2 separate regions of the Oryctolagus cuniculus genome follow, and region 1 is linked to region 2. A link is a contact called in public Micro-C data. All regions are on one chromosome and are shown on one strand. Each heading gives the region's core, a stretch centred on a gene start, on an enhancer-like site or on the middle of the called end of the contact. The rest is flanking DNA. Distances are from core to core; before and after follow the strand shown.

Region 1 (4,443 bases), core at 1,887-4,386, 140 kb after region 2:
CATTTAAAATCACAACTACCCTATATGGTAAGCAGAATTTCTGTCTAGTTCATCCCCAAATACCAATACCCAGCACAGTCACTAGGACATGCTAAGCACCCACGCACTGATTTAAATACACACAACCAGAGCAGACATTCAGCTTAGCAGATTAAGATGCCAGTGTGCCTGCGTCTACTTCCCAGCCCCAGCTCCTGACTCCAGCTTCCTGCTAATGTAGACCCTGGGCAGTGGTGCTGGCTTCCTGCCACCCGCACTGGAGACCTGGGTTGCACTCCAACTCCCAGTTTATGGTTCCTGACCATAACAGGCATTTGGAGAGCGAACAAGAGGATGTGAACACACACGTGCTTGCTCTCTCTGCCTCTCAAATAAATAAAAGAAAAAAAAAATGTTTAACTGCATCTTGCAGTGGGTTAAGCCACCGCTTAGGCCACCCCATATTCCATGTGGGAGCGTCTGAGATCAAGGCCCACCTCAGCTTCCCATTCAGTTTCCTGCTAATGGGCCTAGAAGGCAGACAATGATCTAAGTACATGGACTTGGCTCCCTGCCACCCATGGGAGACTTGTTCGGGGTTCCTGACTCCTGACTTAGGACCGGCCTGGCCTTAGCTTTTGCAAATGCTTGAGGTTAGTAAACCAGTAGGCAGAAGATCTCTGTCATTCAAATAAATAATTTTTAATTGCATTTCTACCGAATGAGTACAGACTTTAAAGAAAAGAATAAGGATCAGCTTTGTGGCAGAATGGGTTGGGCCTCTGCCTGTGGTGGTGGCATCCTCTATGGGCGCCAGTTCAAGTCCCGGCTGCTCCACATCCGATCTAGCTACCTGATGCTGGCCTGGGAGAGCAGAAGATGGCCTAAGTGCTTGGGCTCCTGCACCCACGTGCGAGACCTGGAGGAAGCTCCTGGCTCCTGGCTTTGGATCAGCCCAGCTCCAGCCACTGTGGCCATCTGGAGAGTAAACCAGTGGATGGAAGACCTCTCTCTCCCTCTGTCTGTAACTCTGTCACTCAAATAGAAAGAAAGAAAGAAGAAAAGAAGAAAAGAAGAAAAGGAAGGAAGGAAGGAAGGAAGGAAGGAAGGAAGGAAGGAAGGGAGGGAGGGAGGGAGGGAGGGAGGGAGGGAGGGAGGGAGGGAAAGAAAGAGAGAGAGAGAGAGAGAGAGAGAGAGAGAAAGAAAGAAAGAAAGAAAGAAAGAAAGAAAGAAAGAAAGAAAGAAAGAAAGAAAGAAAGAAAGAACAACAATAAGGAAGTTTCAGAAGTTAAGAGTTGTCTCTTTTGGTTGGTACATCATTTCTCCCATTTACATTTTTGGAAACTATACAAGGATCGGGGAATTGTGACTCACCAATCACTGAACTAACTAAACGAGACCATATGTGAATGATTTTCTCCTGCAGTCGTCAGTGAGTCTACTCCCTTGTCTTCCCACAAGGTAAACAAGGTCGTGGGGGCCGACTTTTTTTTTCCAAGTGCAATATTCAAGTCAAAGTTGCACATTTTAAATATTTATTATGCACTTGGTGCCTAGAGGCTCATTTTAATAGGCCACAGCACTTTTAAGCACCAGTTATGAGTTAAATAAAAATAGAGAGGGGACAACTTAAAAATACGCTGAGTATAACATGCAAAAAAAAAAAAAAGTAAAGGTGCTTTATCCATCTGTACAAGCCTCTTTAGTGTCCAAAGCATTTCACGATTCAGAAGGTAAATCGTACGTTTAAGATTTTAAGTCAGCAAGATCCCCACCTGTATGCTCCCACACAGAAATAAAGTGCAGCAAAGGTGAGTGTGAAAATCAGGGATCGCATCAAATAGCTGAGTCAAAGGCAGAGCTACAAGGGACACACGACTAACGGGTGGAAACTAAACACCTCACTGCACGTTCAGATTTATGTGGAACAATCAACCAATTATACATAAACACCTGAAAGGGAAATGAAATTAGAGGTCGATAGGAAGCAAAATGAGAACTCCGAAGATGGCCTGCGATCAGAACCGGTACGCTTTTCTTTCTTTATGTTGCATTCGAAAGCAAAGGGGGAAACTCACGTGTGAAAGGCTACAGACACCCGAGAAGTTTCGAGAATACTAAGACTCAAACTGTAGTGCAAGACCCGCCAGGAACGGGGAGCCGCGAGTGAGGCTAGGACTGGGGAGGACCTGGCAGATGCCACACCTGGGCCCCCGGAGACCGCTACGACGCCCGTAAGTGGAAGACAGAAACACTGGAGTTGGGTTTGTCTAAGGGAGGCAAAACAGAAAAGGCACGGCCTACAAAGCAACAGAAAGCGCGCAGAACTTGAAGCGGGTTAGATCCTCGCCCCGAGCCAGAAGTACGGGACCCGCGACTCCGATTCTACGGGACGGGGAGAGGGCCAGTTCGCGACCGATCAGCTGCGACCGGGCTCCGAAAGGCGGCAGAGATGCGGCTCCGCAGCCCCACCCCGCGGCGCCAGCTCCTCCCCGAGGAGGACCTCACGAGGCCAACCGCCGGGCTCAGGTTCTCCCCTCGAGCCGAGGTCCCACCCCGACCCGGCCCCGCGGCACAGAACGGCCTCTCCGGGCCCCTCACCGAACGCTGCAGCTCCCCAAGCCAAAACGAGGCGCGCTCCTTGCCGCTGGGGTCTGGGTCGTGGTAAAGCGCCTGCACCGCCTGGTACACGAGCTGCAAGGTCGGCTTTGCTCCTTCCATGGTGCTGGCGGCAGTGGTGGCAGCGACGGCTCCGATTCTTCGCCCAAGGCTCCCCGGGTTGCTCCGCCTTCGCGCTTCCTCACTGTCTCGGCCACGGCCGCTCCCTGACTGGCGCCATCTCCTCCTCTTTGGCCGTTACCAGGGCAGAGGGGTTCCCTGTGGAAGTTGCCCCCTCGGAAACAGCAGTTAAGTCGTATTCAAGTTCCAGGCCTTTTTTTCCGGCCTTTCCACTCGACTGCAGACTTCCGAGTCCGGACGCCGGTGCTCGCCTCTTCACTTGCTGACTCGCCCTCAGAAGCCGATCTCAGCACGAGACACACACCACGCAGCGCGCCTAAGCCGCGCTCACCCGGACCGGAAGCGCCGCACCGACACCTTGGGCTCACTTCCGCCTGGTGCGCTACAAACGGCCTCCTTCCCGACACGCCTCCTCTTGTCTCCCCGCCCCCTCCCGGAAGTGGCCCCGCCGCGCCGGGAGCCGGGGAGAAGCGCTGAGGGCGAAGTAGTTCTCCGGGTTTCCCGGATTCGGCCGGCGCCTGAGGGGCGACGTGTGGCCCGTACCGGAGCCGCTCTCCTTTCCTGGGCGCTGGGTCTGAGGACTTTGCTGCCGTTCGGACTTCGCCACCCGTGTCCACAGAAAGCTGGCTGGCCCCCGTGGTCAGAGCGAGACAATTCAGCTACCCGTAGGCTGCCCGCTGTACTGGAGATCCAACTCTGACTGTTGAAGAGACACGCACGCTGCGATACAGCCCTAACATATGTGCCTCCTTGAAATAATTCCAGAATGCCGAGCGTCTCCATTCACCCGCTGCCCTTTCTACGAAGTCCTCGCACTCAAGAGTGTGACACGCTGCACTCCAGGATATTTGCATATATCTGTAGGATCGTTTTCACATTGCATGCCCTTTCTGTGTATGCTTTTCTTCCCAAATCAGAGAATCGGTGGTTAACAAGTCTCAGCTCACGAAAGAAAACAATATCGGAAGCTGTGCTGGGGAGAAATTTGAAACAAAAGGTAGCAGCGTGTTAAAGGGTTTCCCAACATTGTTGCTATTCCTTTGCAGTGATAAAGAGCGGTTACTAAGCGACACATGTTTACCATGTGTAAAACGCCCGAAGATCTCAGTTAATCCCAACAGCGTTACAAGGTTCTCCAGTTAAAAGTGTGAGAATTTGAAGAATGAGAGGAACGTAACTTGCCCAAGGTTACAGTCGTTAAATGAAAGGATTTGAATCCAGAGCAGTCCCACTGCAGAGTACAACCCCACCATCCTGGGTGTTCGTTTGCTTCTGGATTGTCACTGCCAGCACTGTGTAACTGCCTCCACCAAGATGAAACAGTGTCGCCCCAGAGTTGTATAACATCAGATTAAAAAAGCTTGATGTTTTAGCTAGCTAGTTCATTCATGAAAAAAAAAAAAAAAAAAAAAAAAAAAGCTCACCTTTGGTCCAGGCCCTTATGGCACTCGGTCTGGTTGCGAGGAAAGACAAGCACTTTAATACAGAATAAAAAGTTTTATAAATGTCTGCAATCCAACAAATGCTTAGCACCTCCTACCTTGTACCATATTTTCCAAAACATGGATTGTAGAACCCAAATGTAAGAGCTAAAACTACACAACTCTTAGAAAAAAAAAAAAAAAAAAAAAAAAAAAAAAAAAAAAAAAAAAACAGGAGTCCGTCTTCCTAATGTTGGGTTGGGCAATGGTTTCTTAGATATGCCACCAACAGCAACGTCAACAA
Region 2 (4,350 bases), core at 832-3,331:
CTCCCCACAGCCTGCCCTGACTCTGTGGGGCGGGGACCCTGTAGGACATCTTGGGCCTTCGGGGGGCCTGGGGAGCTGACGCTTCATGCTGGGCAGGCCCAGAAGCCAGCCAGGCTGACCTGCAGCGGCGTGACAGGTGCCCGAGAGGTGAGGCAGCTTCCGGGTGCCTGGGGTCTGGTGGGAGCTGCGCCTGCTGGGAGAGTCTTTTCAGGGAGCACCTGAGTGGCCCCCACCCCACAGGTGAGCACCTCTTACACCTGTCAGAAGGCTCATCCTGTTTGGAGAACGTGCCCAGGGAGGGGCCAGTGCTCCTCCTGTTCCCACCCCCAAACCTGACCATGTTACCAGGCTTGTGGCAGCGCTCCCAGGACCCCCACCCACCACTGCATTGGGGGAGGGGCTACAGAAACTGGGCCGGACTCTTCTTTCCCTCCCTCCCCCCTCCCTCCCTCCCTCCCTCCCCCCTCCCTCCCTCCCTCCCTCCCTCCTTTCTTTCTTTCTTTCTTTCTTTCTTTCTTTCTTTCTTTCTTTCTTTCTTTCTTTCTTTCTTTCTTTCTTTCTTTCTTTCAGAGAGAGGGTCACACAGATCTGCCAATTCACTTCCCAAATGCTCACAACAGGCAGGGCTGGATGAGGCTGAAGCCAGGATCCAGAAACCCAATCCAGGTTCCCCTACGTGGATGTCAGGGACTCAACTACTTGAGCCATCACCTGCCGGTTCCCAGGAGGTGCCTTCGGGCAGCTGGAATCGAGAGCGGAGCCGGGACTTGAACCCAGGCACTCTGATGGGGGACACAGCCTCTCCCTGGTTTGCGTGGACACCCCGTCGGGGAGGGGAGGGAGATGCGCCTGGGGAGGCTCATCTCACCTTCTTACTGGGATCCCCCGCCAGGTAAACGAGGGGAACAGGCTGGCTCCTGGGGTTGCTCCCCAGACTCTGGCCCGGAAGTCCTGGCCGTGGCTCCTGCCACCCTCTCCCACCCAGTTCCCCAAGCCAGAAGTCTGGGACTTGCCCTCCTCTTCTGTGCCTCTCTCAAATCCCAGCAGCCTCTGGACTCCCAGGAGGCCCCTAATGCACACCTCTCTCCTGCGCTCCACCTGCTCTTCTCTCAGAACCACACAGCGGGAGGTGACAGTAGCTCGGGCACACGTGACCTTGCACGGGTGCCACCTCCTCCGCCCGTGCAGGGGGCAGTCACTCCATCCTGGGCCGGCTCCTGGGCCAGCCTCAGGGACGGGGTCTCCGGCTCTCAAGCCCTCCAGCCACACTTGCCTCCTCTCCTGCCTCCCGCTCAGGCCTGCTCAGCAGGGAGAAGCAGGAAGGGGGTCTCCTGGCGCCGGCAGGTGAAGACAGGGCCAGTGCCTTGCCCAGGGAGGTGGCCGAAGGAGCTGCATGAGCGTGGCTGCTCCTGGCTCAGCTTCTCCTGCCCGGCGCTCGCAGGAGCCTGGGGCGGGGTCCGGCCAGACAAGGAGACCAAGTCAGCTCCCAGAGCCGGCCTCCTCTCGCCTGTCTCAGGACAAAAATAACGAACTCCAGACTCCCAGCGCACGCTTCCCCGGTTGCAGCCGGAGGCCCCCTCCGCCCCTGGGACCCGATCCCGGCCGCCGCTCCCGCATCTCCACCGTCGGGAGCGCGGCGGCTGGCCCGAGGGGCGCGTCCCAGGCCGGGAGAAGCGGGCGGGTCGGGGCCGCCGGAGCCGCCGATCGGGCCGCGCAGGGGGCTGGGGCGTGGCGCCGGAGTCTGGCCGTGGGACTCACCTCCCGCGCTCGCACCCACGGCCGGCGCCAGGCTCCAGAGCTGCAGAAGCAGGGGCAACAGCGCGCCCGCGGCCCCCGCCATGCTCGCTCCGCCGCGTCGTCTGCCGGCCGCTCCCCCGGCGCTGGGGGGAGGCGGGGTGGGACACACAGGCCGCCTCCCACCCGGCCTTTGTTCGGGGAGGGGCCCTGGGCAGCCTCATCCCGTCCCGAAGTGACCCCCTCTGTGAAGCCGGGCGGGCTGGGGACGAGTCTCCTGCGCAGGACCCAGGAGGAGCCCTCCGCAGGAACCCCAAGGTCCCCCGCTCTGGGCTGCCCGCCGCCACTCCCGCCCCTTGGGGTCACTCCTCCGCTGGGCCCGCAGGCAGTCTGAGCTGGGTTCCAATCCCTGCAGTCGACTCCCTGTGGCCCCTAACTGCTCTGCGCCTCAGTTTCCCTGCTTGCAAACTGGGGATCACGCTGTCTACTTGATTGATGCATGTGCAGTGAGAATTTACACGTGAGAGTGTCCAGACAAAGAAAACGGTCAGCAGAGAACAAATGGTAACAGGAGGTGTCACCCCCACCGTGGGAGGTCAAGGGTGGCCTATGGTTTTGCCCTGGACAACACTCACTCACCAGCCTCCCCACCCCAAACGTGGAGGCCACCCTCACTGGCTGGTCCCAACCCCATCTCTCGGCTTCTCAGATCAGGCCTAGGCTGCGTGTGGAGTGAGGCTGAGTAGGGGGCAGGGCTGTGCTCTGGGCTCAGCAGGAGGAGGGGGCTGATGGGAGGAAGTGAGGGAAGCCGGCTTGCCTGGGCCCACGGCTGGGAAACTCCTTAGTGCAGCTGGGATGCAGAGGGGGTGGGGGTGGGGCTGGGGCCGGGCTCACGGGCAGGACTGTGCAGGCGGAGCTGTGAGTTCTGCCAAAGCAGCCTCCCTCCCTGCCCTGGGGACAGAGACAGAGGCGCCCCAGCCCCCAGGCCTCCAGAGCCCAGCCCTGGGCCCAGGGGGTCTCCACAGCATTGGGAGGGCGGCTTCAGAGCCCAGAAGCTGGCGGCCAGGAGCTGGGGTCACAGCCCAGGGGACGAGAGCCAGTGACTACATTTCTCTCCTTCATGGGACGCTATCTCATAGCAGTCAGCATGAATGAAATAAGCTGCTAAGTAAAGTGTGGGGACAAATTCCATCCTGCGGGCTCCAGCCCCGTTCTGTGCCCGGTCACCCCCACCCACGTCCGTGTAAGCAGTAGGAACCGCCTGGGTGTTGCTCTGTACCCTTGGCATGGCACGTGTGGCCTAACAGGCACCTTGCACACCTCCCTGAGTTGGTTTAGGTGCAGGATCCCAGCCCCGCCCCCATAAAACCCTTGGCAGCTCACCTTCCAGTTGCCTCTCTCAGTGGTCCCCAACTCAGCCTGTCCACCCCAGGCACAGGGCCTGGCTGCCTGGAATAGATCTGGGATTCCATTTCCCAGTCTGGCTTCGCCTCTCCCAAGCTCAGCCTCCGCAGCCAGCAGAGCCCCTCCGGGAGGGGTCTCCTCAGCCCCCACAGGCCCACCTGAGGCAGGAAAGTCCATCAACATCAGGTGTGCTCCCGGTTGGGACCCAGGACCTGCGGTGCACAGTGTTCTGTTTCGGTTCTGCTGTGGAGACACCAGGCGGTCGGGCTGAGCATCTGCACCAGGCATCGGAGCCCACGTGTGTGTGTGTGTGGGGGGGGGTGGCGGGAGGGGGCCAAGTGCCCAGCGTGACTGTGACTGTGAGCCCCAGGTTCTGCAGTCTCTGGGGAGCAGAAAGCCACCCGTCTCCTGCCGCTTCTCCACTCTCTGAGCGCCTGGGGATCCCATCAGGCTAAGGGTAGAGGGGGAAAGGAGGGGACGTACGTGTGGGTCCCTTCCTGCATTCCCTCTTCTCCTCACCCCCTTCTATTCCTGTGTAGGTTTTATTTATTTATTTATTTTATATATTTGAAAGACAGAATTACAGAGAAAGGTAGAGACAGAGGTTTTCCATCTGCTGGCTTACTCCCCAAGTAGCTACATTGGCTGGAGCTGAGCTGATCCAAAGCCAGGAGCCAGGAGCTTCCTCCGGGTCTCCCATGTGGGTGCAAGGGCCCAAGGACTCGAGCCATCCTCCACTGCTTTTCCAGGAGCATCAGTAGGGATGCTGGATCAGAAGTGGAACAGCCGGGACTCGAACTGGCGTCCATATGGGATGCTAGCACTGCAGGCCAGGGCTTTAACCCACTGTGCCACAGCACAGGCCCCTGTGCTCTGTGTTTTAATTGCTGATACAGTGGCCCCTGGGCACTGGTCATAAGGCTAATGCCAAGAGGAATCTGAATGCTCAATTTTAATTCACTGAACCGCTTTTAGTATAAACTGTCATATGTAGTGTGAGTCGTGAGGAAAGAAGCCTTGAGGGAGGCTTTCGAAGTGGGGTTGGGAGACCAGGAGTCCGTACACCCCCAGCAGCTGCCTGGAATGCGGGGGCCTGTTCTCCTTCCTGCTTTGATGGCAGGCGTCTTCGTGACTGGACAATTCCACTGAGTCCAGAGGCTCCAGACACAGGTCAAAAGGCTATCAGATGTCTGCTCATTTTCTGGACATTTC

The links. A called contact is a pair of places that touch in the nucleus more often than the background predicts.
Region 1: a Micro-C map of ear pinna shows a contact between it and region 2, with 2.8 times the contacts expected there. The contact joins the promoter of TNPO3 here to the promoter of KCP in region 2. A contact is called at or near these places in 2 of 6 Hi-C or Micro-C datasets (ear pinna and an unstated tissue).

What each region holds. Positions count from the first base shown.
Region 1 is chr3:165,228,412-165,232,854 of mOryCun1.1, forward strand. TNPO3 (transportin 3) reads right to left here and starts at 3,137. Exons shown (of 23, transcript XM_008258220.4): 1 at 2,581-3,137. The coding sequence starts at 2,700.
Region 2 is chr3:165,089,487-165,093,836 of mOryCun1.1, forward strand. It overlaps KCP (kielin cysteine rich BMP regulator), which reads right to left and starts at 2,082. Exons shown (of 45, transcript XM_070071297.1): 1 at 1,759-2,082. The coding sequence starts at 1,840.